7 separate regions of the Mus musculus genome follow, and all the other regions are linked to region 2. A link is a contact called in public HiChIP or PLAC-seq and promoter capture Hi-C data. All regions are on one chromosome and are shown on one strand. Each heading gives the region's core, a stretch centred on a gene start, on an enhancer-like site or on the middle of the called end of the contact. The rest is flanking DNA. Distances are from core to core; before and after follow the strand shown.

Region 1 (2,995 bases), core at 430-2,929, 870 kb after region 2:
TGCAAAAAAGGAACCCTTGTTCGTCTGATTATGTTCCCTTATTACCCTTAAATTGCATCTTTTCTCTCAGATAAGCACACGTGACTCTTGTTCATGGAGTTGGCATACCTTTGTTAGTCTTGCTGTGGACTTCTTAAAGCTGTTTTTAAATTTTTATATATGTAAATAATCATTACCATTATTTCATCTTGTGACATACCTTCATGGTGGTGACCCTCTTAAAATCAGAACCCACACTATAGTCATTCTTCTCTTTAGTGTTTCATTTGAAAGATGGGTTTCCAGGGCAGAAAGAGTGCTCTGTGGTAAAGAACACATTCTGTCCTTTCGCAGGACCAAAGTTTAGTTCCTAGCATTCACCTTGCATCACTCACAACCACTTGTAACTCCAGTTCCGGATGCTGGGATGCCTTCTCCTGGCCTTTGTGGGAACAAGCACACACGTGCATGCACATATACATGTAGGCACAAACACATACACATACTCACACACATATACACACAGAAATAAATAATTTTATTTTATGCTCATGGGCCACTGTAGAAGAGGATGCAACATGATTTATAAGAGTCAGCGGTTAGAGAAGACCAGGATAAAACAATTCCTCCAGACCACTGCACTAAGGAACCCATAGCAACTGTGGCTGCCTACACAAGACCTGTATAAGATCAACATTCTAGCATGGGGGGGGGGGGCTCACAAGCCCCACCCCTAAGAGTCAGTAAATGACTATTGACAGTAAATGGCTTCTAGGGAAGGGAGATTAAGTTATAGATCCCAGTAAGGTGGACCACACTCCAGGACAAGGCTCCATACTCATACTGTATGAGCAGCAGAAATTGAATTTGGTTGATTTTTTTTTTCCACAGAAGAGATGGAGAGGTAAAAGTGGATCCAGAAGGAGTTAAGAGGAGGAACTGGGGATTATATGTTCAAATTACATTGTATAAAATCCTTAAAAATTAATAAAATATTTTATATTTTAAATATTTGCATATTTTAATCATAAATTTTTAAAAATAATAATGGAGGTAAATCGTAATCCTTCATCAAGGTTAATATCAGGAAAATCAAGATTAGATGCATCCAATATGCAGATGACACTCTGTATATAATAAACACTCAGGGCAGGTTAGCTGTCAGAACTGTTAGCAGTTTGCATGGTATCAGTACCATCTCCACCATCCTTAGTGCTGTGGAAGCTCAAGATCCCCAAATAATACCTGACCTACAGCTGGCACACTGGAGTTTTAGGTTAGTGAATATGCCATCTTTTTAACATATGGAATGTACCAATTACCAAAGAGCTAAAACAAAATTGCTTCTAACATCTCTAGCACAAGATGTTTGATGATGTAGTGATACACAGATGAGTAAGACATAAACAGGACTCCCCGCTGCAAAAGGGCTGACAATCTGGCTGAGGGGTCGCCCTAAATAGTAGATGGAAATAAAAGAGGCTGTAAGTGCCAGGGTGTTAGTGATGAGAGAAGATACTGTTTTCTGTGCTGACAGGGAGGGACTGAGGAGGAGGGAGGTTCCTCTGTCCCTCACTCTTTACAGATCATTTTCTGTCTATGAAATACCCTCAACCCCTCTCACTAAGTATCAGGGAAGGCTCTCACATCTGGAATGACTAATGCAAATGTTGCCGTATGAACAGCTCTGAGAATCCCCGGAGACACTGACGGCTTCCATTCTGAAAAGCCTTTCCAAATTCCTAACAATCACAGACGGCATTCTCACATCCCATAAAGCGCTGTAGCAAGCCACGCCGGGAACATTTCACATCCTTAGTAATGGTCTCCATGTCTGATGGGGACATCTGCCTGGAGTGTGCTTGATGTGCATTGCAGCAAGAAGCCTCCTGAAAGTGATGCTTGCTGAACCAGGTTCATGCAAAATGACCTCACCCATGGCTCTGTGGGCCTCTTCTCTCTGCACCTCCCGTGATAGATCTGATCTATGAGGTGATGGAGGACCCTCGTCAGAAAGGGTTTGGGGGAGAAAGCGTGATTCCTGAAGAACGGGCTTTCGATATTTGTCAGCCAGCAAGAGAGGTCCACCTAATCTGTGAGTGGAGTTTTGGGGTTGGGAAGTAGAACTAATATTAGATGGTATCTTTTTTTTCCCTTCAGCTGGCAGGTTTCAGAGAGAGCCAGTAACTAGCTGAGCCATGACTGGCAACGCCCTGATGGGGGTCCACTAAACAGCATCTTCCTTATGCCTCATCCTGAGCATGAGATGAAAATGGAGAAAATGGGTCAGGCCAATAAATGTACTCCTAACAAATCATGGGTAGCAACTCATTGTGCTAAGCTCAAAGGCCTGTGAGACAAACAGAGATTATGGATAATGGAAGCCTGACTTTGATCTATACAATCCAGAATGGCTTGTCAGCCAATGCTAGCACATGATCACTAAATGAAGCTGCTGAATTTACTCCTCAGAGAACTAGTTAGTGTGGGAGAAGAGAACAAATTTTTCAGGGGAAAGGACATTCTTATTGGAAGTGGGCAAGGTCTTGAGTAGAGGCAAAGACATTCTCATATTCTCATATCCACATCTCAAATAAAATTCTGACTGATTACTGGGCACCCAGTACAGTGGTCTCCTCTCACCCCGCCTTTGTCTCTCCTGCCCCTACTGTTCTTCTCCTCTCTTTCGTTTGCACCACCCTTCCATTGTATTATTATTTGATTCCTGTCCTGACTAGTTTTATGTCAACTTGACACAAGATAGAGTCATCTGAGAGGAGGGAACCTCAATTGAGAAAATGCCTTCATAAGATCAGACTGTAGGTAAGCCTGAAGGACATTTTTAAAATTATTGATTGATGAGGAGGGCCCAGCCCATCATGGGTAGTGCCATCCCTGGACAGACGGTTCTGGGTTTTAAAAGAAAGCAGGCTGAGCAAGTCATGGCATATAAACAAGTAAGCAGCACCCACCATGGCCTCTGCATCAGTTCCTGCCTCCAGGTTCCTGCTCTGTT
Region 2 (3,317 bases), core at 50-2,549:
CCCCTTTACAGCTGACCTCTAGGCGCAGTTGTAGATGGCATAAAACACTAAAATCTGTAAAACCTCTATGACAGGAACACAGATCCCCACATGCCCAGTTAGTAGAGAATGAAAGAACAACATTCACAAAGACTGAGCCAATAAACAAGCCAACCGCAGGAATAAGAGGCATTTAAAAGACAGCTTGTGAACCTTGATGTGTCTCTCATAACAGGGTTAGAACCTTTGCATGTATATGCATGTACAACTACAGAAAAAAGCTCGAGGTATTTATCACCATATTAATGTGTTCGAAATAGCTGAAATACGATGTTTAACCTTGGTGTTTATCTGCTCCCTAAAACACAAAACCAGCTGATTTTCTAAACTGCCCAAGCCATTAATTTATCTACAGGCAGAGTACATGCACAAGCGTTGAACAGCTCCAAATGCAAGGCTGACAACTCCCAGGAACCCACCTGGACTTCAAGGACACGCGCAGGAAACCCAGAAACTGGGGAAAATGGGAGGGAGGTGGTGTACCAACCCCTATCTGACAGCCATGACTACCTCTTTTCAAGAGGGGCCTGGTAGCTGTGCTCCCATTTTGGTAAAACCCGAGTCAAGATTCTCCCGTGCACCTCCCAGATCTGCAGGAGCAAGAGAGCAGCGGGCAGGGGGACCGCAGGAGCCTGGCCCTCATGCATGGGGGTGGGGAAGCCCGCCGCCTGCAACCTGGGGCTGCAGCGATCCCTCCCTTCCCTCCCTGGCTGGCGTCCGAGAACAGTCGCGAGCTTAAAGCGGGCCGCTCCGCCAGAGGCTCCAAGGCCCGTCTTCCCAACCCACGGGTCCCCGGTCCCATCTTACAGGGTTTTTTGGCATCCTTGATCTTCATGGCGTCGGCCTAAGGCGCGAGGGGTAGCCTCGGGTGCAGAGCTCAGCGAGGAGAGGTGAATACTCCGGAGCTGGCTGGGCCGCGCGGCGAGGCCCGGCCGGTTCCTCCCCTCAGGCCGGGTGGGGCGGGCCTAGGGCGGGGCGGCGGCGCCTGAGGCCACAGGCGGCCCACGGGGCGGCCCAGCAACCCCGCAAGGGGCGGCCGGGACCGAGCGAGCCGGGGAAGGCCGCGGGCCTCGCCGCTCCGTGGCCCCCCGCAGCCGCTCCGAACAAAAGGCCCCGGTCCCCCGAGCCGCCGCCGCCGCCGCCGCCGCACTGAGAAATAGCCCGCCCAGGCCCAGCGCCCACGTGACTCAGGCCTCCTCGCCTCGCTCTCCGCGGGGCTGCTAGGAGTTGTAGTTCTCCGTAGAGTGAGGCTCCACTCTCCTGCGGCAGATGCTCAGGCGGACTACAAAGCCCAGGATGCCTCTCGACCCCTATTTCTAGCCCCCCTCCGCTTCCGGAGATCGCCTCAGAGTGGTCCCAGCGGGGAAGAGGCGGAGCCTTAGTCACGCCAGCAAGGAGGCCGCCAATGGTAGCAAGCCGTGGGCGGTCCTGGCAATTCCCGGGCTCTGGTCTCGTAGCGGCTGAAAGAAGAGAGGGGTTGTGAACTCTGAGGGCGCTGTGGCTGTCACGCAGTCGCAGATTTTCCTCTTGATGGTTTTTCCCTGTGATGGCTGTGTCAAAATTCAGGGGTCCAGACCACTGAATACGTTTGATGAGATAAGTCATCCGCTAAAGGAACACCTTGAATATTGGGGTTGGAAGGTCACTAAAGATGGTAACATTTGCTACATAATTATTATTTAATGTAATGTAGTCTAGCAGCCTTTTGAGTCACATGCGAGTTTTATTTACTGTGAAGATACGGCAGGAACGAGGCAGTCGAAACACTTGAAAGTTGTAGTATGGTCGTGGTGCAACGCCTTTAATCCCTGAACTCTGTGGAGGCAGAGGCAGGCAGATCTCTGGAAATTCGAGGCCAGCCTGGTCTACAGAGCGAGTTCCAGGACACCCAGAGCTACAGAGAAACCCTGTCTCATAAAACAAAACGTTTGAAAGCACATGCCTTTCAGGTTCCTCACAGGATCTCTCTAGTCTAGCTCCTCATTATAAAGAGGAAAGTGACTTTCAGAGAAAAGAATTAGATGCACCAGTTCTCAGAATAAACCCAGGATACCCTTTTCTCTACGCCTCTTGTGATTTGAGATCATCCATCGGAAAAGGAAGAGATGGTATCAAGGACATGGCCTCTCCTCCACTTTTATGTCTTAGATGGCAAAGAATTCAGTCATTGACAATATGTGGCTTGGTAGGAACCTCCATGTGCTTGCCCCTGGGGAGTTGGCCCTGGAAGATAGCATTCCAAGAAACAATCTAACTGGCGAGCTCTGCTGTCCTGCCTTTGCTGATTGCTATAGTTTGGATTTAGTTGCTCTAAGCCAAAATTCACACTGAGGCTTCATTTCTCAATGAAGTAGTGTGAGAAGGTGGGGCCTTCAGGAAGTGACTGGGTAATGGGGACACCAGTCTTGCGGTTGATCAATGACTTTCTCTAGAGACTGTATTACATCTCATGGGACTAGGTTAGAGCTTATGGGAATGAGTTGGGTCTGGCAGGTCTGGTTTAATTACTGTGTACTGGTGGATATAATGGAAAGTTAGCTTTGGTGTTCTGGCGACTTTCAGATTCACTTGACATTCTTCTTTGGATTTTACCGTGTAATGTTTGTCAGACCACCCCTGCCTCCAAAGGGTAACTAAACACCCTCCTCCCCCATAACATACCAAGTCTCAAGTATTTAGATATAGGCAACACAAGACAGACTGAAACAGTTGATAAAGCAAGGGCAGAGAGAGAGAGAAGCCAGGTGTGTGGTAGTGGCTCATGCCTTTAATCCCAACATAGACAGGCAGATTTCTGAGTTCCAGGCCAGACTGGTCTACAGATCAAGTTCCAGGAAGGCCAGGGCTACACAGAGACACCCTATTGGGGGCTGGAAAGGGGGAGATAAGAAAGGACCAGGGCGATGGTGGCCCATACTTTTAATCCTAGTTCTGGGGAGGCAGGTACAGGCAGATCTCTGTGAGTTCCAGGACAACCAAGATTACACAAAGAAACCCTGTCTTATTTTCTGCCTTTGTTCTTACCCCAAGATTATTTCTTGAAACAAATTTGTGTGGTAACCAGAGCTGATGGGAATACTCCAAATCCAGAAAAGCTATTGCTTACCCTTAGCCCTGGAAATTCCTGGTTTAAAAAAACCTTTGTTTTGCTGGGCGGTGGTGGCACACGCCTTTAATCCCAGCACTTGGGAGGCAGAGGCAGGCGGATTTCTTAGTTCAAGGCCAGCCTGGTCTACAAAGTGAGTTCCAGGACAGCCAGGGCTATACAGAGAAACCCT
Region 3 (3,149 bases), core at 598-3,097, 900 kb after region 2:
GCTGGCTGCATCCCTGTAAGATATAACATGAAAACGTGATAAATAGTAATTAGGGGTAAGAAGTACTTGTGGACTAACCAATTGCTCCTTGTATGAGACCAAGGACAAGTATGAAACAGAGGCTGAGGGCTTGGAAGGTTTTTGAGTTCCACAGTTCAACCAGCCAGAGTGTTCTGAATTGAGGAAGTCAAATAACTGACCAATGCAACAAGTGTCCTCCTATTTAAATTGTCACAATTTTATATGTATTGGACTTTTGACCCAGAGAGTCCTTTTAAGGCCTCTACTCTATATTAAGTATTTGTACATAGAAACAAAGGCAAGTAAACAAAGCTTTCCAATGTAATACTGTTTAGGATAAAGATACAAGCAAAGAATGTTAAAGTGTGTTGTGTTGGGGGCTGGGAAGGTGACTCGGTGGGCAAGAACACTAACAGAATGAGCCTGGAACCTGAACTAAAATCCTCAGCACCCATATGAAGTTCTGGCAGATCTGTGAGTGTCTAACCCTTAGCACTCAGGGGTGGTGGAGACAGGTAGATCCCAGAAGCTTACGTGACAGACGGCCTCACTTCCAGTTCAGAGAGAAACCATTTCTTTCTTAAAGAAACAGAGAGCAGCAACAAAGCAAAATAAGACATACATGTGTGCCCTCATACCCAAGTGCTTAAGACACAAACATATACACACACATGTGAGCATATAACACACACACACACACACACACATCCCAAAATAAATAAAAAACAAGAGTGTGGTATGCTTATACTAGGAACAAACTATAGTGTTTGAAACAAAGCCATCAAAACTATATAGTCCACTGCTTACTAACAATTTACACTTGCCAAAATTATCTACCTATCTCGTGAATCAGCTTTGCTAAATGTAAAACAATCGTGAAATGCCATTGTTTATAAAGCATTATTAAAAATTAGACAGAGTGAGTTCCAGGATTACACAGAGAAAGCTTGTCTCAAAAAACAAACAAACAAAAAATATTAGACAAGTTACTCTCCATTAAAGGCCAAAACATTTGACACATGCCAGACATCCAATTCATGTTAGCATGATTGCTATTTAGGAACACCCTGCTGTGTAATATTTAAAAAGGCTAGAGTTCATATGTAACTCTTTATGAAAAAGATCTCTCCAAAACATACTGAGACCAAAAATAAAAAAAAAAATTAAAATTAAAAAAGAAGACTGTCTTGGTGATTGTTCTACTGCTATAAAGAGATACCATAACCATAGCAAGTCTAGTAAGAGAAAGCATTTAATTTGGGTTTGCTTACAGCTTGGGATATTCATTATAATCATGTTTGGGAGCATGGCAATATACAGGCAGAAATGGTACTGGAGAGTCAGCTGGGAGTTCTTTTTTGTTGTTGTTGTTTTGTTTTTTGTTTTGTTTTTCGAGACAGGGTTTCTCTGTATAGCCCTGGCTGTCCTGGAACTCCCTCTGTAGACCAGGCTGGCCTCGAACTCAGAAATCCACCTGCCTCTGCCTCCCAAGTGCTGGGATTAAAGGCGCGCGCCACCACGCCCGGCGCAGCTGGGAGTTCTACATCCAGATCCACATCAGGAAGAGAGAGAGCTAGTGGGCCTGGCTTGGACTTCTGAAACCCCAAAGCCCACTCCCAGTGGCATACTTCCTCCAGTGCTGTACCTACTCCAGCAAGGCCACACCTCCTAATCTCTGTCAAGCAGCATCACTCTCTCTAATGACCAAGTATTCAAATATTAGTCTATGGATGCCATTCCTATTCAAACCACACATTCTACTCTGTGGTGCCCCAATAGCATTGTAGCCATACTACAATACAAAAATGTATTCAGTCCAACTTAAAGCTCTCATAGTCTGTAACAGCCTCAACACTACTTAAAAGTCTAAAGTTCAATGTCTTTTCTGAGACTCAAGGCAATATCTTAATTGTAACCCCGTGTAAAATCAAGATTAAAAAGACAGATGGAGTACTTCCAACATACAATGGCATGGGATACACATTCCAAAGCAGGGCAGTGGGAGAATAGTGAGGAAATGCTGGACAAAAGCCACACTCCAAACTCTGTATCTCCAAGTCTGATGTCAAAGTGCTCTTCAGCCCTCAAGCTCCCTTCAGCTTTGTTAATTGTAACACACTTCTTTCTCTCGGGCTGGTGTCACACCCTGTTAGCAGTTTCCCTTGGCAGGTATCCCATGGCGCTGGCATCTCTAACATCTTGGAGTCTGCAGGGCAATCCAGGCTTCATCTTCACAGCTTCATGCAATGGTCTCTCTGGGTCTCCATGGAGGAACACCCCTGACACACAGGTGGCCTCAGAAGCATTCCTTAGCCACAGAGGGAGATTCCACAATCCCTTTCCTGTATCCTTGACTCTTAAGCCAGAAGCTCATTGCTGCCAAGTTCATTTGCTTGCTGGGGCTGGAACACGGCCCTCTTGTTCAAATACATTTTCACCAGATTTCTGATTTCAGTGGTTTCCTTCACTGCCTAAACTTGGTTATCCTGGAACTCTTTATGTAGACCAAGCTGGCCTTGAACTCAGAAACCTGCCTGCATCTGCTTTGCAACTGCTGGGATTAAAGGTGTGGGCCACCACACCCAACCCTAAACTTTTGTTTAATTCTTTTTTACGAGTTGGAAACTAAACTGGGTCTTGCCTTGAGTTCACCATTCACTTGATTCCCCTAGATCAGGTTTTTCTTTAAACTTTTTATCTCCTTAAACATGGGATTTAGCCTCCTTACACTTCCTTTTCCTCAAACTGAACATTTTGTAAACGCGGTTCTTCACCCTGCTCCTTTCCATTATAGATTTGCATAAACATGGCCACTAATAACCAAGCAACACAGTCTTGAACTCTCTGCCAACACTGTTAATCCAAACTCTTCAATTTAGCCTCAGGCAGAGTTTTTGGACTTGGGAGTGGGGGGGAAGCCACATTCTTTACCAAAATTTCACAAGATCAATCTCTAAGCCATTTATAATATTCTCCTCTGAAACCTCTTGAGAGGGCCATTATGACCTACATTGATCTCTGTACCTCTGTCTTCCATGTTCCTACCATTTCTGATTTCAGTGGTTTCCCTTCACTGCCTAAACTTGGTTGTCCTGGAACTCATTATGTAGACCAGGCTGGCCTTGAAC
Region 4 (2,946 bases), core at 29-2,528, 710 kb after region 2:
GTGGTAGCATACATTGGTAATGCCCATGCTGTGGAGAGATGGAGATATGAGGTCCCTGGAAGCTCTGGGTCAGCTATCCTGCCTGGTGTGTGTGGTGGGGGATGGGTGTGTGTGTGGGGGGGCAAATCAGCCCCAAATAATGTGGAAGGTACTGTCACTGGTGTGTGTACTCTCACGCTCCCATACATGAACAAGCATGTGTCTGTACATGTGGAAACAAAGATTTTTTTTTTAAAGGTGGCTTTATCTGCACTTAGCTAGTTGGGAAACAGAGGCAGAAGGATCATTTGAGCACAGGTTTTGGGCCCAACCTGATGAACATCCTAAGAGTGATTTTAAAAATAGGATCTTTGGGCTGGAGAGATGGCTCAGCAGTTAAGAGCACTGCCTGCTCTTCCACAGGTCCTGAGTTCAATTCCCAGCAACCACATGGTGGCTCACAACCATGTGTAATGAGATCTACTGCCCTCTTCTGGCACACAGGTATACATGCAGATAGAGCTCTCATACATTAAATAAGTGAAAATTTTAAAAAATTAAGATCTTCTTTGATTAAGATGCTTAAGGTGGGCCCTACTACAGAACAGCTGTTGCTCACAGAAACGGGGAAATATGGACATAGAGAGACATGTGCAGAGGAAATATTTTCTGTAAGCCAATGAAGTCCTGAGGACCCCAGAAGTTTCAAGAAAAGCTTGGAACATCTCGGTTTCACAGGCTGCCGAAGTACTCATCCATGCCTACATCTTGATATGGGCTTCTAGACCTCAGAAATGGGGGCCAGTGGGTTTCTGAGCCCAGTCTGTGTCATTTCTTTCTGTGTCCACAGTGATATGATGATGTAACGTATACCAATACAAGCTGTTACCTGAAGAGCTGAGCTCTAAGAAGAGATTTGCAGTCGGCTTCCTTCTAACCCTTCCCAGCGTCTGAGCGAATAACAGATTATCACAACCAAGAGTCTGAAGCATAAGGAAATGCTAAAATGGAATGATGCTCTGCTCTCTCCAGATGGCTTCTTGTCCTTCTGTCTGGGAGCATCCAGTATCCAACTCTACCTTTCCAGGTGCCTTCCTCTGACCGCTGTCCTCCGAGCATCATTAGCTGGGCGTCAGTGCCACCTAGCATCTCATTCTCCCTACCTCGGGTGTTTTATAAACTAGGATGGGGAAGCCCTTGACTGGGGCTGGAGAGATGTTTCGGCAGTTAGGGTGATGTCACTGCAGCTTTAAGCACACATTCAGAACACTTTTCACTTTGCATCAGCACACCTAGCAACACCAACCAAACAACGCCCACACTCAGATTCCAGACTCTTCTATGCTGTGAATTACAGTGTTTCTGCTGTGCATACAATTTTTTTTATGCTCTTACAGAAGCATAATGTTCTAATTATGGGAAACAGGCTTTAAATGTTTTCCTGCCATCATTCTCAGTGTGTAAGTATCAGATTAGTGTATCTTCGGATTGGGTAAAGTTAGAATGTTTGATTTTAAAACCCTTGAGGGTCAGGAAGATGGATCAGTGACTAGAGATTTTGCCACCAAGTCCAACAACCTGAGTTCAATTCCTATGACTCATGTGATCCTGCAACTTGTCCTCTGGCCCCCACATGCATCCCATGGCATGTGCATGCATATGTGAGTGTCCATGCTTGTATGTGTCCAATGTCTATGCACATATACATTTTTAAAAAAATTAAGTTGTAAATTTGAGCTTTATTAAAAAAAATCACTGAATGAATTCTGGCTTAGGATTAGGACAAAATTTCCAACAACTTTGAAATTATGTGAAGAGGAATTTTTAGCATTAATAATTAAAAATAAAAATGTCAATAAACTCTAGAAAGCATCCAAGATTCTCTATGTAGGCTAAGTCCTGACCTGCAATATAAAATATGCATTCAAGGTATAATTCTTTACATAAAAATTAATAAAAAATGTTAATCTAATTCATATGCAAATTAATTTTTTTGTCCTTTATGAACATGTATGAATATGTTTCACACATATGTAAATATCAAAAATTCTTCTAAAATACAATTTTATTATGATTAATCATCAGAACATGTTTGATTTAGATACATTCTACATAGATTTTATATATCTACATACCTGAGGTCTGCTTCATAGAAATATGTTTCAATTATAGAAAATAAATTTTCAGTATTCGTCTACCACGATGTCTCAGCATGTGAGTTCCAAACTAGCATATCTTTGGAATGGACTGTGCTAGAATGTGAAAGGGGTTAGGGTTGGGAAAAGGTTAAGGAACCTTGGTCTACATCACCAGTGGCCAACCCATTTGTAAATTGAAGACCCCTGGAGATACCTCACCCTAGCTATGTTCATTTAGATTTCTCTTTAATTAACATTCTATAAATTGCTGCTCTCCATGGCAAGACTCTACCCTAGGCTGGACTTTGCTTCTTAGCTCTACAAAGATGGAGGATCGGTCTATAAAGAAGTTCTGGTTCTTCCTGGCTGTGACACAATGGTCCGAGGTTTGTTGTTACACAGCCTCTTCACTGCTCCCTTTCTCTTCTGTGCTCCAAAGCTTTTCACTTCGGCTGTGCATTTGAGCAGTGTCTCCAAATAAGAGCGAGATTGACATGGAAATTCCTTGCCATATCCAGAGCAAAAGGACAGCAGACAGGCATGCATTGCTGAATGAAGGGGTCGTATTCTGAGAAATGTATCCTTAGGCTGTTTCATCACTGTGTGAAGATCTCGGTGTTGGAGCTCACAAACACGGAGAGAGCTACCCATGTCACGTGATGCAATCTCCTGGGACCACTGTTGGATATGCAGCCTACTTTTGATGGAAATGTCAAGGCTCACGACTGTCATGGTGATTATGATTGCACTGAGTGAAGGGGTGTGTGTGTGTGTGTGTGTGTGTATGTTTGTGTGTGTGTGCCTTTCCTTTTTTCATCCTGCATAGCAA
Region 5 (3,179 bases), core at 287-2,786, 790 kb after region 2:
CTTCTTGTAGGCTGTGACTTTCCAATAGTGGTGACTTCTGGATTACTACCTAATCCCTTCTTTTGGTTGTGTGGAATGAACTATGGGAAGACCATCTTCACACCTGTCCTCGAGAGGACCAGTGGGCATAGTAAGTATGGAAAGATCTGGGGAAAAGAAAGTCAGGAGGGAAAAACAACTGTTGCCAGGTCTACATCTGGTGTTTTCTGGATTTGGAGAGGAAGGTCCAAAAGGTAAGAACAACATTCAAGAAATGGCAGTATTGAAAACCCAGGAGAAAACTCTGCTGCTCTCAAACCGTCACAGCCTTGTGGACAGGCATCACTGCTCCTCTGTGACACAGGGAGACCACACTTGGTATGTTTTGCCCAAAACCCAAAGCTCATTATTATGAAGTTGAGACTCCAGCTGGACTCTTTCCATGACACACCTGAGAGATGGAACAGGCCTCTCACGTTCCTCTTTGTTTGTCTCTATCCGTATCCCAAACCTAAGATAGACTATAATTACATCGAAACTCTTCCAATGTCAACTTCTTCCTCTGACTGATGCCAAAGACAGCAATCAAACTTCTGTCTTCTTCTCTGGGCCATGGTAAGAAAGAGGGAAGGAGTCACAGAGTAGATCTGAAACTGAGATAGCAATGGGAAGTTTCAGTTTTTAATGTGATTTGCTACCAGCACTCAAATAGATGTATGAGTCTATTTGACTCATTTTCTATAAAAATTATAAAAATCACACACAGAGACACACAGACACACACGCACATACATGCGTGAGTGTAAGTGCCTGCTTTATAGGAGAAAGGAGTGGCTCTCTGGGAGTCCTGTTTGTTCATCACAGCTACGAGCCAACCCCAACATATAAGTAAGACTGTGAAACTCTGGGATCATATGTTCTCTTTCTTGAGAGACATCTCCTTCCATCTACGAGACTGACTTTTTTGAAGGCGGATGAATAAAAGAAGCAAGAGATATCCTGAGACTAGAGAGATTAGATACTTTTCCGGGTAACCTCCTATCACTGACTTCTGTGCCAGGTTCCAGTCATCTGGTCTTGTAGCCCCTTGACCTTTATAGAAAAGAGCTACTGTCATTCTCTAGGTCCCAGGACCAGGGAAGGAGGAGGCCCGGACGGCCTGGCCTGGCCATCATTAGAAGGCATGTACTGAGTGAAGTCTCTCTCACTGCCAGGAAACGCTACTTCCTCTGAACCGGAGAATTTCTTGAGAGTGAAACAGCCCAAAGACACAGCCAGTGTTTTTAATACTGATTTAAAGCCATGGAGCTTTTTGTGTATACATAAATGTAACAAGTTGAAAAAATATTATCATGACTTTTGACACCTTAATCCCTCACAAGGAGGAAGCGATCATTGTCTGGAAAATACCTTGGTAAACATGCTTGGGATATGACGTCAGTGGGAGCCAAGACCTCGGAGCAGAAAGAAGAGAAATTGTTCTATACAAGAACAGCAGAGGGCTGGGGTGAATCTGTCTCTCTTCCAGAATGCTCACAGGAGAGGAAAGTGAGGAGGAGGAACAAATGGGGCAGAGTGAGAGAAGCCAGGAATTAAAGGAACGATGGTGGTGGTACCCATCTATGTATGTGTGTAAATGAGAGCTTTACTCAGCTCTGTCTCGTGTCTATCTGCCTGGCTATCTATCATCTCTCCCAATATGTGAGCTGAAATGAAACCCAGGACTTTCCTTTTTACAAGAAGATTTATTTTTATCATCTTCAATTATATGTGCATATGTTGGGGAGGGGGTTGGGGTACACGCAGCTGGATGCAGTGCTGGCGAGGTCATTGATGTCAGACCCCAATGCAGTTGATGACTGTGAGGTAGCAGATGTGGGTGTTTGGAACCAAACTCGGGTCTTCAGCAAGAGCAGTACTTGCTCTTAACTTCTGAGCTATATTTTTAGCCCTAATCCTTTTGGTTAAAAAATAAATAAATCTCATACATATTAACCCTGTGAGCAAATATTATGGTGCCCTTTTAGAATGAGATATGAGGGACTGAGACACAGAAGGGGAGTGACTTGTCCAGCTCTCTAAACTCGCAGACACAGAGCAGACGAAATTGCATCTGTTGAAGTTTGTTGTTGTTGTTTTGTTTGGTTTTTGGTTTTTGTTTTTGCTTCCACTCTTCTTCCACCAACACACAAATTCATCTGTTAAGCCTACAGATACTTTTGGTGGTTAAGTCCATTTCTTATGGAACTCAAAGAAAGGGCTGAGTTCCGTGTTTGGATAAGGTCCAACTTCAGAGGGGTGGGCGGGTGCTGCAGTGGCTTCAGAGCAAAAGAAGCTGCAATCATAATTGCTCCAAATTCTAGGAACTCTCAAATTGCAGAGTCTTGAACTCGGGAATTGGTAGATATTAGGAAATCAAAAGTGGACTTTAGGAGTTCAAGGAGGATCCACATGCCCTTTGGGTGTACATACATAATCATTACATGTCAATCCATATGAAAGAGGAGGCAGATAGAGAGCCAGTGAGGAAGAGGGGAGGAAGAGAGGGAGGGATGGAGGAGGGTACTCTGGCGACTCCTTACATGCTATACTTGAAATAGGGATAACAACTAGACTTGACATAAATGTTTATGCTAGGAGTAAACTCAAAAGAGAGACCAGAAGGAAATACTTATTATAGCCCTAACATTGTATTAAATATGGAAAATAGGTGTTTCCCTAAAATATATATATACTCTATGACTTTTGATATCTCAATGGTTAGTGCCAGTTTGGATAACAACCTAAATCTGAGCTTACTGACTTCAGATATATCTTAATATCTGAAGATACCAGATCTTATACTTCAGATACCACAAGCAAAGTTTTTCTTAATGAAGTAGTTCAATACAAGTATGGTGCTTAACATACAGGAAGAATGTAATAAATATATCTTGTTTCATGGGTAGATAAATGGATGGATAGAAGTTCATAGTAGCCACTGACCAGAGTGGGGACTCCCATCTTTTCTTCTCACTTGCATCCCAACTACCACAGAGTTTTGCAGGGCAGGTGTTCTTGGTACTTTTCCTTGAGGGGACCTGCCAGGTGTAAGTATCTTATGGGCCAGAGACTCTTCATCCAGTTTCCAAGGTCACACTTCTCAGAGGACAAGCCAACCCAAGCCTGACTGAGGGATGTGGACAACTCAGAAGGTCTTC
Region 6 (2,977 bases), core at 128-2,627, 950 kb after region 2:
CTTTGAATATTCAAGGATTTTCTCTGAGTATTTCAGGGGTTAAACCTTCAGATACTTCTTCCACACTCAAAATTTATTTCTATGTATATGAGTGTTTTGTCTGCATGTCTGTCTGTACACCATGTACATGCCTGGTGCCTGCAGAGATCGGAAGATGTCAGATAACCCGGAACCGGAGTTAAGAATAGTTGTGAGCTGCCATATGGTTGCTGGGAACTGAACTCAGGTCCTCTGGAAGAGCAGCTAGTGCCCTTAACCACTGAGCATGTCCCTCCTCCCCAGCTTCGCATGGTTTCATGGTGCACATTTGCATTGTCTCTTATTTTTTGGTTTTGGTTTTGGTTTTTCGAGACAGGGATTCTCTGTGTAGCCCTGGCTGTCCTGGAACTCACTCTGTAGACCAGGCTGTCCTCGAACTCAGAAATCGCCTGCCTCTGCCTCCGGAGTGCTGGGATTAAAGGCGTGCGCCACCACCGCCCGGGGTATCTTCTCTTTCTTTTGAGCATCCTTTAGCTTTTATTAGGGAAGGGTGTCCGGCAGCTTTCCCCTTCAGTATCTGAAGTCCCCTGCAGTGCTGCCATTCTCTCACCTGCCCTGTGCTGCTCTTGAATGTTCTCTTTGACCTTTGAGAATTTGACTCTGTCCAGACTTTTGATCTTCCCATCTTTTTACATTTCTTGGGTTTATAGAGTTTTCTGTTATTCCTTTGGATAAACTTTGCACTTTTTGTCATTCTCTAGTTTTCTTCTGGACACCTTTGGATGGTATCTCCTAAAATGCTGACATTTTCTTTCTTCCTTCTCACTCATTTTCGTTTTCTTCTTTATTTTCAAGCAGCCTATCTTTAAAGCTCACTATTCTTTACTCTGGTTGATCAGTTCTGTGGTTTATGTCATCTACTTCAATTTTCACTGGTTTTTTTCCTTATATTTTTTGTTATCTGGAAGGATAATTGATGGAAATAAAGATTCTTATTCCACCTTTCATCTTGACTTTTTTCTTCCCTCCCTCCCTCCCTCCCTTCCTAACTTTGAGAGGTTCTCAAAGTTATATATGCAGTCTTGGTGAGTGTAGAACTCGTTGTATACTCCATACTTGAATTCGAGAACCTACTGCTGATGCCTGCTAAGTGCTGGAATTAAAGCTGTGCGCCATCATTCCTGACTCAGAGTTCTGTCCATTTTGATGGGGGAAATATCCTACATCTAATTACTCAGGAAATAGCCTGCCTATCCAGTCTTTGCAGCTGATCTATTGCAAACAGTGGGTTGTATGGTATAGAGGTTGAAAGTTAGAAAGTCAGTGTTAAGAAATGTATGAATTCTGTGCTTCTGACCCATCTCCTCCCCAGAAGGCTGGGTTAACTAACATGTTAGGTTTAAGGATTCTTCACCAGGTCCTTTGCCTAACTCGGCAGTCATCTCTGGGAACTCTATTAAGTCTCACCACTAGGGGGAGGTGTTCACAATAGAAAGATTTTTTTTTATAGTTTTTTTTTTTTTTTAAAGGCGTCTTTATCCTTTTTTTTCTCTTTGACTCCAATAGGCTCCCCTGATTAAGAATCACCCATTATGACATTGCCATGTTTCTGCCTTGATGATAATGGACTGAATTTCTGAACATATAACCCACCCCAATTAAATATTATCCTTATGAAAAGAAAAAATTACCCATTATGAATTTCTAAGGTCTGCCAACCTAGCAAAGACTCGAGGTGGTGGGAGTCAGGGTGATTGAGAAGCACAGAGGAAAAGAGAGGTGGGGTCTGGCTGACCTGAGAGCAGCAGCGCGAGCAGGGAGCCTTCCTGTGCAGGACCTCAGGCCGCTGATGTGCTGATGTTGAAAATGAAAGGGCACATTGATGTGTCGGTGGGAGGAAGGCATTAGGGCAAGTCACTGAGTGGCTGTGGGACCCTCATAGGGGATCAGTAGGCCATGAGGATAGGGGCTCTGCAGTAGCTGCTGGGAGGCAGGGTGTGGTTGGGACTGGGGAAACGTGCATCACACAAGTGGCCAGCATCTGAATATATTTTATAGATGAGTCCAGTAGGCATACATTACCAATATTCAGAGTTCCATCCTTCATTTCATCTCTACAAGACAGTACTGAATGAAGCAGGTTTGGTGTTCTTTAATTTAAAGATATCGAAGTGCAGAGAAGTTACTGCCTGAGATCACCTGGCTGCAGTGTGGGACCCGATCCAGAACTCCTGGACTCGGCCACTGCTGCCTTCCCTCCCAGAGGTTTCAGGAAGATGGCCTGCATTCCTGCTGTCACCTGCACATCCTGGTCAGCCTGGGCTTTCTAGATTACAGAATCGACAAGGAAAACATTGCAGATAGTCTTAGAAGACAGAGTTGATGGTGTGTGGGGCCCGAGCTGGAGTTCAGCGAGGGTAAAGCCTGGAGTCCTTTCCTGGACCACAGAAAGAGAACAGTGAAGAGTGCCTGCCAGAGAGACGGGGTGAAAACAGAGGAAGGAAGCAGAAATGAAGATGACCAGGAGAGTGAAGGAGGCTGGAAGGAGAGCCAAGAAAATGGGGACATACCACGTGTGTGGGGTGCTCAACATGCAGTATATACTTACATGAAAATTAAAAGTATATATTTTATCAAAGAGAAAAGTATATCTTCAGAGTACCAAAAAGAGAAATGAGTTTATGTATAACTCACTGAGTTTCCTTGGGTTGTGTCTTTGTTTTATTCAATAAGCATATATTTTAATGACTGTTTTTCAGAGAGAATTGAAGTACCTGTACTCAAAAGGAGGCGCGAGGTGCTGCCATTGAATATAACCACGCCAGAAGAAACAGAAGAAACAGCTGCTGCCAGTGCCACTGAGGATGGAGTTTCTAGACTCCCACCTCACAGGGAGGAGGAATCCTGTCTTAATAGCTTAAAAGATAACACTGTGCAGTGGAAACAGCCAGCCTCTTCATGTGTGCAGCCAGCCAGCCTCTCTCCTCATAAGAACCTG
Region 7 (3,326 bases), core at 227-2,726, 990 kb after region 2:
AATGCTTTCTTTGTAAGTTGCCTTGGTCATGGTCAGTGTTTTGTCACAACAACAAAAAATGTTACTAAGTAATGAATATTAAATGCATACACACATTCTCCTGGCTTTGATCTTTCCACAAAGCTGTGATATAGCTGCTTACTGTGGCTGCTGCTGCTGTGCTGTGCTGTCTTCCAAATCTTCTAGCTCTTACAAGGGCCACTAGAACACTTGTGACTATTCCCAAGAGATTCCCCAAGATTTGGCCTGTTGCCAAGGGAGAGTGGGGGAGTCATTAGAACCCCTTCTGGGATTTCAGCCAGTCCTTTCTGAGTGTCTCTGGCAGCTGCATGTAACTTTGTCTCAGGCATACATAGTCACATGGTCTGAGAGGTGACAGAGTGTGTGATGGATTAATGAAAGAGGAGACTATACCTATGCAGCTATGGGGAAGTTCTCATCCAATGTGGGGTGAGACATTTTAGTGATGTAGCTGTTTTGGGGTTCACCTATGCTCCTTTAAGTAACCCCTCAGTTGTGTTCCTAGAAGCAAATTCAACGAACTCTTTGATTTCCCAACCTAGACTTGAGAGGAGTCATTGCTAAGGTCTGTCATTAGAGCCCTATCTGTGGTGGGTAGAGGGTTTCATGTGTTCCTAGGGAAAAGTAATCTAACAGATGCACCCAACTTGTGCTGTCAGAAACTGAAAAGCCAATAAATTAAAATGAAAGAAAATTGGTATTTTGTGAAAACTGTCAGTAGTGATTTTGCCTGGTCTTTCCTAATGTGTCTGGGGTAGGGCAGAAAGAGGTTATGGGAAATGGTAATAAAGAAAGAAAATTCAAGGAGACTTAGATCATTGTGATGGTAGCCCTGAGAGATATTTTCCTCTTCAATTGAATCTATTCCAAGAGCAAACTTCAGGTTTGTGGGGAAATGTCTGTCTAATTCACCCTGGCTGTCTCTTGCCCTGCCCACGCTTGCTGGTGGTGAAGGTGCCCAGACCTGCTGGTGTGCCTGAGTAGTGTTAGAGGGAGGCTTCTGGGCTGGCATCGGATTCCCAGTTGGGTTCATGGCACAGAAAGGATGCTAACTAAAGTGACCCCATCTCTAGCGTGTCACTCACTGAGTACAGGTTCTTCTCTAATCCTCAGGAAAAGCAGGTGAAGGGGCAATCTTACCCCATCTTCCTGATGAAGAACCCGAAACACCGAGAAATGAAGATCAGCCCCCAAAGCTCATGCTTAGTCACTAACAGGGTTCAGAAGTCAGGGAAACTCTACCCTCGCGGTCTGGGTTGGCTTTAAGTACCTGTATGCCTTGTAGCCACTTTCCTCCGGAAGAGACAAATGAGGGTGGTCTCCAAATTTTGAAGGCAATCTTCTAGCCCTTGGCTGTGTGTGCCCCTGCTGGAGAAGAAGGGGGAGGAGGGAGTGGGGACCCAGAGGAGGGGAAGGCGGACCTTGAGAGAGAGAGAGTTTAAAAAGAGGAAGGAAGTGGGGCCCTGCAAGGCGCCTAACCACCCCAGCCAGCTTCTTCACTAGAGAACAGGAGGCTCTCAAGGCTCCGGTCTTGCCATGGCCCCCTGGCGCAAAACTGACAAGGAGCGTCACGGAGTGGGTAGGTGTGGGCAAGTGTGGGCACTGGGTCTGCGCTGCGGCAGAGGGCAGGTGGCTGGAGGCAGATGTGATGGGACCTGCAGGATGGGTGAGGGCAGGGCGGGCCATGCTAACTTATGGTCTGGAACGCAGTGCTTTCTCTCTGCTGCAGTCGCCGGGTTGAAGGAGAAAATGAAGGCAGAGAAAGTATATTCTTGCCTTCAGCCTCTCCCAAGTGCTTGCTCACACATCCTTAAGATGAGGTGGCCCCGCAGCTCTGTGTACCAGACTTTGCTTTGCACAGAGCACTCTCCATTAGCCAGTCTTCAAGCCACCATGGCTCTGTCCATCTCGTTTGCTGGTTTGCTCTCGGTCAGGTGACTCTGATCTAACTGCTCTAATATCCCAGGTATCCAGTTTGGGGCCGGGACAAAGCCAATGGGGTCTTTCATTAGAGCTTTTGAGAGAGTGAGTCCTGTCAAATTATCGGAGAAAACAGCCTCATCAGCTTCAGCCATCTAAGCTCCCAGAAGCCTCTGCTTCAAACTGGGGGCGGAAGTGGTGGCTGGGGGAAGGGAGGTGTCAGGTAATGTGACTCTAAGTGGCACCAGTGATGCAATCCTGCCAACTCTAAGTGAGAATTTAAAGGTTGACTGGGGGATTTCCATACTGCCAGATCGCAGATCTCCCCAAGAGAGGATGCTTCAACAGGCCGGGCCTGAGGCAGCTCAGAGGTGGGAGTGATAGATGCAGGGTGTGTGTGTGTATTCATGAGCCACAGTTTGAGAGTGGCTACTTTGGGGGTTCTCAGATCTATCCATCCTCTACAGGCAAGCATTTGGCACTGTGAGGCACTTTGAGATGAAAAGTCCCCAGCAGAGAACTGACAAGTCATATCTGCAAGGGGTCTCAGGTTCTCCATCCATAAAATGGGAAGTTTGAATTTGACTCAATAAAGGCTCCTTTAAAAGTTCAAAACTTCTCCAACTCCGGCCTTTCCACCTGGGGTATCCCCACTAGCAATTTATACAGGAACAGAAGGACTGTGAAAAGGGCAGGGGATGTGGGCGGGGCAACCTTGTGTCTTAGGGCAAATTAGCTGGCCTGGAGAAGCACGCTCAGAAAGGAAGGGCTCTTAAATCTGCTGTGAGGGGAGGCAAGGGTGTGGTGTGGGTTAAGTGGAAGCCTAGACCACACCCTTCCTCCCCCCACTCTATGACAGGTACTAACACTTTCCTATTTCATAGCATTGCATTGTGAAGGCCACTGGAGATGGTGGGCACAGGGCTTGGAGGGAGGCAAAAGGTTAGAGAAGTGTGAGGAGTTGAGACAGCTGGGCCATCTCTGGGTGCCTTAGGCAATCCCTACCAGGTTATTTTCCATTCCTGCTACAGCCTTGCCACAGGACTCCATCAGAGCTCCAGAGAAGGCCTGGGGTGGAAGCAGAGTAGACTCCTCCCAGGCAAGGCAGTGTGCTTAAGAAAGGCACAGCTTCTGCCTTGAGGAGTCTGGAGAAGGTTAGAAGTTTGGGTTGTGAAGTCCAACTTAAGTTCAAATCTAGACTTGTTTCTTCATCTGTAATGAGGTGAAGATGATGATGAGGAGGAGGAGGAGGAAGACGACAAAGATGATGACGGTCTGATGATATGGACCTGGGGTCATAATTGTAAAGCACTTGGTAAGACTCCTGGCCAAAATCAAGGGACAACTACAGAATCAAGATGGATTTAAAAGGATGGCTCTAATGC

The links. Promoter capture Hi-C pulls out the DNA fragments that hold promoters and counts their contacts. HiChIP or PLAC-seq counts read pairs in DNA pulled down with a chosen protein or histone mark.
Region 1: a promoter capture Hi-C map of cranial neural crest shows a contact between it and region 2. The contact joins the enhancer-like site here to the promoter of Pank3 in region 2. A contact is called at or near these places in 3 of 39 promoter capture datasets (cranial neural crest, frontonasal cranial neural crest and second pharyngeal arch cranial neural crest) and 8 of 115 datasets of contacts at active chromatin or transcription factors (the NIH/3T3 cell line, embryonic forebrain, embryonic limb bud and 4 more).
Region 3: a contact with region 2 is called in a promoter capture Hi-C map of the 3T3-L1 cell line, with 9 times the contacts expected there. The contact joins the enhancer-like site here to the promoter of Pank3 in region 2. A contact is called at or near these places in 9 of 39 promoter capture datasets (the 3T3-L1 cell line, 3T3-L1-derived adipocytes, cranial neural crest and 6 more), 8 of 115 datasets of contacts at active chromatin or transcription factors (embryonic fibroblasts, embryonic forebrain, embryonic hindbrain and 5 more) and 1 of 9 other capture datasets (adipose tissue).
Region 4: a contact with region 2 is called in a promoter capture Hi-C map of hippocampal neurons, with 2.3 times the contacts expected there. The contact joins the enhancer-like site here to the promoter of Pank3 in region 2. A contact is called at or near these places in 6 of 39 promoter capture datasets (the 3T3-L1 cell line, 3T3-L1-derived adipocytes, cranial neural crest and 3 more) and 1 of 115 datasets of contacts at active chromatin or transcription factors (the NIH/3T3 cell line).
Region 5: a contact with region 2 is called in a promoter capture Hi-C map of hippocampal neurons, with 2.2 times the contacts expected there. The contact joins the enhancer-like site here to the promoter of Pank3 in region 2. A contact is called at or near these places in 5 of 39 promoter capture datasets (the 3T3-L1 cell line, hippocampal neurons and liver).
Region 6: an H3K4me3 HiChIP or PLAC-seq map of bone marrow-derived macrophages shows a contact between it and region 2, with 4 times the contacts expected there. The contact joins the enhancer-like site here to the promoter of Pank3 in region 2. A contact is called at or near these places in 8 of 39 promoter capture datasets (the C10 cell line, cranial neural crest, frontonasal cranial neural crest and 5 more), 2 of 484 Hi-C or Micro-C datasets (the G1E-ER4 cell line and large pre-B cells), 14 of 115 datasets of contacts at active chromatin or transcription factors (the 230-238 cell line, the NIH/3T3 cell line, astrocytes and 7 more) and 1 of 9 other capture datasets (adipose tissue).
Region 7: a contact with region 2 is called in an H3K27ac HiChIP or PLAC-seq map of large pre-B cells, with 4 times the contacts expected there. The contact joins the promoter of Dock2 here to the promoter of Pank3 in region 2. A contact is called at or near these places in 5 of 39 promoter capture datasets (the C10 cell line, cranial neural crest, frontonasal cranial neural crest and 2 more) and 2 of 115 datasets of contacts at active chromatin or transcription factors (bone marrow-derived macrophages and large pre-B cells).

Annotation. Positions count from the first base shown.
Region 1 is chr11:34,894,470-34,897,464 of GRCm38.p6, reverse strand. No RefSeq gene overlaps it. Among named protein-coding and RNA genes, the nearest start is that of Gm25799, 3.0 kb to the left of the region's middle. Within about 2 kb of position 1,679, at least 6 of the 459 cell types and tissues checked have an H3K27ac peak or open chromatin away from gene starts, as enhancers often do.
Region 2 is chr11:35,767,477-35,770,793 of GRCm38.p6, reverse strand. It overlaps Pank3 (pantothenate kinase 3), which reads right to left and starts at 1,299. Exons shown (of 7, transcript NM_145962.2): 1 at 847-1,299. The coding sequence starts at 874.
Region 3 is chr11:34,873,114-34,876,262 of GRCm38.p6, reverse strand. No RefSeq gene overlaps it. Among named protein-coding and RNA genes, the nearest start is that of Gm25799, 24 kb to the left of the region's middle. Within about 2 kb of position 1,847, at least 1 of the 459 cell types and tissues checked has an H3K27ac peak or open chromatin away from gene starts, as enhancers often do.
Region 4 is chr11:35,056,328-35,059,273 of GRCm38.p6, reverse strand. No RefSeq gene overlaps it. Among named protein-coding and RNA genes, the nearest start is that of Slit3, 64 kb to the left of the region's middle. Within about 2 kb of position 1,278, at least 4 of the 459 cell types and tissues checked have an H3K27ac peak or open chromatin away from gene starts, as enhancers often do. A contact at or near this core is called in hippocampal neurons, where this site is marked.
Region 5 is chr11:34,974,183-34,977,361 of GRCm38.p6, reverse strand. No RefSeq gene overlaps it. Among named protein-coding and RNA genes, the nearest start is that of Gm33277, 34 kb to the right of the region's middle. Within about 2 kb of position 1,536, at least 6 of the 459 cell types and tissues checked have an H3K27ac peak or open chromatin away from gene starts, as enhancers often do. A contact at or near this core is called in hippocampal neurons, where this site is marked.
Region 6 is chr11:34,813,436-34,816,412 of GRCm38.p6, reverse strand. It overlaps Spdl1 (spindle apparatus coiled-coil protein 1), which reads left to right. Exons shown (of 12, transcript NM_027411.2): 11 at 2,739-2,977. Among named protein-coding and RNA genes, the nearest start is that of Spdl1, 19 kb to the left of the region's middle. Within about 2 kb of position 1,377, at least 2 of the 459 cell types and tissues checked have an H3K27ac peak or open chromatin away from gene starts, as enhancers often do. A contact at or near this core is called in bone marrow-derived macrophages, where this site is marked.
Region 7 is chr11:34,782,055-34,785,380 of GRCm38.p6, reverse strand. It overlaps Dock2 (dedicator of cyto-kinesis 2), which reads left to right and starts at 1,476. Exons shown (of 52, transcript NM_033374.3): 1 at 1,476-1,600. The coding sequence starts at 1,558.